2 separate regions of the Pan troglodytes genome follow, and region 1 is linked to region 2. A link is a contact called in public HiChIP or PLAC-seq data. All regions are on one chromosome and are shown on one strand. Each heading gives the region's core, a stretch centred on a gene start, on an enhancer-like site or on the middle of the called end of the contact. The rest is flanking DNA. Distances are from core to core; before and after follow the strand shown.

Region 1 (2,700 bases), core at 9-2,508, 330 kb after region 2:
GTGATGTGTGGGAAGTATACTATCTTTTCCAGACTAGGATGACTTTTTCAGGAAGTCGTATTAGTGGTAGATAATAGTGGTATATATTAAATTTACACCTTCAACCCACCTGCTCCCAGTTCAGAGGGCTTAGTGATCCATTAGCCATACTCAATGATCCTCTTCACCCACAATTTTCTAGATAATACATTTGGGATTGGAAGACTGAAGTATGAGTTAAATGGTCATCTGTAAATGAAATAGTCATTATACATGACCATTACTAGTGGTGATATTTATTAGGATAGTCTCATGGGTGCTTATTGTGTCAGATACTGCGCTAAATGCTTTATGTACATTATGAATCTTGGGAGGTGTGCAGTATTGCACCCTCATTTTGTAAATAAGTAAACTAAAGCTCAGACGTAAGGTAACCCACCCAAAGTCTCCCAGCTGATAAGTGGCTAGGCATGGATTAAAACCTAGTTTTGACTGACTTCGGTGCTTGTGTTCTTAATATATTGCTCTGTTGTTTGTTTTCGATGCTTTACTGCCACATGTCCTGCCTTTAACTAGAGGCTTCTGTATTTTGAGGACGAGAGCTTTGCTGATTGTTATATGCATAGTATCAGTTATTCACTGTCTTCTAAAATACCAAAGAATTTACTTGTAAGGGGAAAGGGCCCTGTCCCAGAATCCTGTAAAGCAACGAAGTCTAACTTCACCGTCAGAGATCAAATCGGGTCTAGCAGCTGACCAGCTGGGTGACCCTGGATAAATTACTATAAGTCTCGGTTTTCCCACCAGTAAAATGTGGCGAAAGGCTTTTGAAACATTCCTTACTATCCAGTACCTCGAAACTAAGTTCAGCACCTAGGCGGGTGGGTGACCTCGCGATGTTTCTGTGCCCATGCAGCACATGGCAGAGAGCAGCCCTGGGCGGGCTGGTACCTCCCCTGGACCATTAGCCCCTAACGCGGCCGCCACCTCACCAAAGCACCATTCCAATTCCCCACGTCGCTCTGCAGCTGGATCCGCGAGCCGACCCCTCACCTCCCGCTCCGGTACCGATCGGATGTGGGTCGCGGGTGGATGGGCGGGTCTTCTATGACATCATCACTGTTCGTCGCGAAGAGGGCGCGCGTCATCAGATCACGTCGACTCGCTCCTCTCCTTCCAGGCCCTGGTGAAGTACGGAAAGCCGGAAGGGCCGGGCTCAAAGCTCCGCCTCTGGCGCGACCGACGACTGGAGCGCAGGGCAAGGGTAGAGGCTCGTAGATGGACCTGGTAGTCAGCTGGAGAGCAGCATGGAGGCGTCCTGGGGGAGCTTCAACGCTGAGCGGGGCTGGTATGTCTCTGTCCAGCAGCCTGAAGAAGCGGAGGCCGAAGAGTTGAGTCCGTTGCTAAGCAACGTAAGTGAGCTGTGTTCGCTTCCCCGCGCTGACGCCCTCCGGCTTCCCTCAAGTGCCTGCCAAATAAGACCCAGAAAAGGAGGACCGCACCGGGACAGGGGAGATGCTGGAGCCTGAACCCTGGGGGATGGGGTCTGAAGGCAGCCGCCGAGATTCAGATGAGATTGGCGCAGTTATGAACGTGATAGCAGCCTAGCATACTCTAGAAAGAAAAGATGAAAAGCGTCGGGTGGAAGAGATGCAGCGTTGAGTGGAAGCTGCGAACATGATGGGATGAGCGGCCATAGGATTATGTACTCACTGCTGTTAGTTAGTATTTTTGTCACCTTATTTTCTCCACCAGTCTCGTGAGGTCTTTGCAAGAGTCACAGGATTTTCCTCTTCCGACTTAGTCATGGGGGGAGGGAGAGTAATAAACATTTTAATACAGAAATTCTTAGCGGTAGAATGGAAGTGGCTTGCTAGTAAGTGCATAGCACGTTCCTGACCCTAAAGCCTGTGCAGTGGGCACTCCGCTTTTTAACTCGAGTCCTAGACACTGTTCCCAGGACTTTGTTCCCAGTGCTGTTTGTGGGGAGGGGGATGTTTTCAGGGATACTGCCAGAACAACGTGAATTGCTGCTGTTTATAATACTGTCATTGCAAGGTATTCCTGACCATCCTTCCAGTTTGGTAGAACTAATTCATTAGATATATAAGTAGAGATTAGTTGTGCAGTCCTAGTAATTGAGGAGAAACAACTGCCCACAGCAGTCCCAGGTTGACTCAGCAATTCTTTAGTAATCACATGAGCTGAGGCCTTATCCCTCCTCTCTCTCCCCACTCCATTCCCATCCTATCTTCATCTCTTGCAGTCACAAGGTTAGTCATGGCCCTTCCTGAACTCTACCTGTCTTGTGTACTGGTGGAAATCATTTTCCTAAGAAACCCTAGATTCCTGGAGCTGCAGTAGTGGGAGGTGGGAAGGAAAGGAAAGGAAATTAGTGTTGGTTAAGCAACGAGTGTGTCATACAAAGCCTGGTGGTTTGCAGCTTTTTTCCATAATCTTTCATTTATGGAATTTCTTCACGAAATTTTAACTTCACCGTCCAAACATTTAACACTACTAAATTTGTGTGCTTACAGGAACTTCACAGACAGCGATCCCCAGGTGTTTCATTTGGTTTATCAGTGTTTAATTTGATGAATGCCATCATGGGAAGTGGCATCCTTGGCTTAGCTTATGTTATGGCTAATACCGGTGTCTTTGGATTTAGGTGAGTCTTCATATTTTACCATCAAATTTTTTTTTCCATTTTGATAATATACG
Region 2 (2,700 bases), core at 106-2,605:
GCAGGAGTGGGGGCAGAGCCAATGTCTCAGGCCAGCTTCACCCCTCTGGGGAGCAAGAGGAGAGAGGTTCGCGAACCTCAGCTCCCACCAAACCCCTTTCCTTGCGACACCAATCAACATTTCACTGCCCGTTGATTTAGAAACTCACTCTCCACCCACCACTCATAGCCGCGGCCAGCCAGGGAGGCATGAAGACCAAACCTAGCGCCAGTATTTCCCGACACTCACATCCCAGAGAAACCCACGCGCGGGTGCTCAAAGCAAATGAGGCCCCATCCTTAGCAAGGAACCTCAGAGTTCATGAACTTTCGCTGCAGCGCCGCGGAGGGCCTGCGCGCCGCCCCGTGGACGGGCTCCGGCCGGCGGGGAGGACTTGGTGGCTGGTGCCTGCGGGGGCGGGAGGGGGCGGAGGAGAAAGGACGGCTTCCTGGGGTCGCCCGAGTCGCGGGAAGCACGCCGCGTACCTTTCCTTGGCCTCCGCGGCCCGGTCTCTTTGCCTCCGGTTCTTAAACCAGTTGCTGACCTGGGTGGTGGTGAGGCCGGTGGCCTCGGCCAGCTCCCGCTTCTCACGCGGCGATGGGTAGGGATTGTGCGCGTACCACTCCCGCAGGACACCCCTCGACTTCTCCTTGAAGCAGTAGCTGGTCTCCTCGCCGTCCCAGATGGTGCGCGGCAGTGGAAATTTTCGGCGCACCCGATATTTGCCCACGGCGCCCAGGGGTCGGCCGCGCAGCTTCTCGGCCTCCACGTAATGCGCCTTCAGCCACAGTTGCTGCAGTTTGGGGTGGTTGTGAGGCGAGAACTGGTGGCTCTCCAGGATCTTGTAGAGCTCACGGAAGTTGCCGCGGTGGAAGGCGACCACCGCCTTGGCCTTGAGTACGCTCTCGTTCTTGTGCAGGTGGTCGCAGGCGGGCAGTGACCACAGGAACCTGCCCAGGCGCTCCAGGTTTCCGCCTTGCTGCAGAACCTCGCACACGCACGCCACTTGCTCCTGCGTAAAGCCAAACGACGGCAGCATCGACATGGCTGGGGCCTGCCGGGGCGCACGGCCCAGGCGCACGCGGCAGGGAGCAGAGCCGAGAGGCAGGGGGCGGCGGCCGCAGGGAGTGGGGCGCGGCTGTTCCTAACCTCCTCCTTAGGCTTTGCAAAGGCGAAAACCGGAGTCGGAACTTGGCGGTGGGCGGCCAAGGAAGAGAAGGCGGAGGAGTAGGGGACGTTCTGGACACGGAACGGCCGGCGCACTCAGTAGCCTTTAAGGCCTTGCTGCCTCCGACCTCCCGCCCGGTGGATGCTGCTAGTTGCCGGGGAACTTGGTTTCTGTTCTCCCCGCAGCGGCCTTAAAGCGCGCAGCGTCCCCGGCACGCTGATTGGCTGCCGGCGGCGCCTATCCGGGGCTGGCCAGCCAGCGCGCCGCCCGGCTGGGCAGAGAGGCCGCACCGCCCAGAGCGGGGAGGGCGAGGCTGCGGAGCTGGGGGTTGGGGGTGTTGCCGGGGCTGCGCGGGTAGGGAGTGGTGGGAGGAGAAGGAAGAGGAAAGGTGGGAAGCCAGTTGGGGTCTGAGGGAGCTGCGCTGCGGAGGTGTGGGGAGGTAGGGAGCGGGTGAGCGCGTCAGGACCCTGCAACGCGGGACCCGTCGCCAGTATCACCTAAGGGGAGTCGCGCACAACTCCGCACAAATCAATGACTCCAAACCTTAATTCCTCCCCTCTCCCTCCGTACTCTTGTCCTCATCCCTTGCAGACTTGCCCTCTCCCGGTGAGCTCATATTTAATTACTTTAATGTTGGAATGAATAAATAATGGATTGATGAATAGCTTATGGAACGCGATAAATAATTCAAGAGCAGACCAGGGTCCGCGCATGCAGCCTCTGGAAGAGTGGCTTCTCTTCGGGTTGGCTTCAGCTCGAGGAGTCCAACCCTATTTCCTCCTCCCTCCCCCCACCAACTCCCACTGTCCTCCCCCCACTGCTGCACACCACCCTCCAAAGGGCACAAGTACTCCCAGTCGGACAGCGTTTCCCTCGTTCACAAAAGACCTCCATGATTTGAGACCAGGCAGAGAGCTGTTTAGAGCATACTTGCTGAGCACCTAGAGACTCCGAGCGTTCATTTGTGATTTGGTATCTTAATGTTCTGCGATTGAAACCAGCAGGTTCCTGAAGCTTCTGGACTCAATTTCCCCATCTGTGCGGTTGTGTTTTGCAGTGCCACCTCTGCTACTGAGGAATGCCGCGAGGCTTTACTTGCTATTAGCAAAAATGCTTTGGGAACCTCGTACGAAAGGCGCTGGATGTGGTGTAAATTAAATAAAACTGTGCCCGGCTCCAATAACCGTCCGGTTGTAATATAATCCTTACCCTGCTCTGAGAGGGACACTGCCCTCAAAGCGAGAACGACAGCGGCTCCAAGAAGATTAAATAAAGAGGTGTGTGTGTGTGTGTGTGTGTGTGTGTGTGTGTGTGTTGCAATGCTGGCCTATTTTGCTGCCAGGGAATGAGAGATGCACTGCAATTTAAGTCCCATCATCTGCTGTTTTGTTTATGTGTGGAGAATGCTTAGTAAAACTGCACAAACAAATGAAGTTGTAATTATCTTAAGCCTCATTTGCACACCTAGTTCCAAAGCAATTATTAAAAAGATTTTGAAAACAATTAGCCTCTCTAAACAAAGATAATCTATTGTCAGTAGCTGAGACTAGCAG

Evidence for each region. HiChIP or PLAC-seq counts read pairs in DNA pulled down with a chosen protein or histone mark.
Region 1: an H3K4me3 HiChIP or PLAC-seq map of stem cell-derived excitatory neurons shows a contact between it and region 2, with 4 times the contacts expected there. The contact joins the promoter of SLC38A6 here to the promoter of SIX1 in region 2. A contact is called at or near these places in 1 of 7 Hi-C or Micro-C datasets (stem cell-derived neural progenitor cells) and 1 of 1 datasets of contacts at active chromatin or transcription factors (stem cell-derived excitatory neurons).

Annotation. Positions count from the first base shown.
Region 1 is chr15:58,980,287-58,982,986 of NHGRI_mPanTro3-v2.0_pri, forward strand. SLC38A6 (solute carrier family 38 member 6) reads left to right here and starts at 1,259. Exons shown (of 17, transcript XM_054666633.2): 1 at 1,259-1,391; 2 at 2,517-2,647. The coding sequence starts at 1,287. It overlaps TRMT5 (tRNA methyltransferase 5), which reads right to left and starts at 1,030. Exons shown (of 5, transcript NM_001279905.1): 1 at 833-1,030.
Region 2 is chr15:58,648,819-58,651,518 of NHGRI_mPanTro3-v2.0_pri, forward strand. It overlaps SIX1 (SIX homeobox 1), which reads right to left and starts at 1,356. Exons shown (of 2, transcript XM_509988.8): 1 at 465-1,356. The coding sequence starts at 1,024.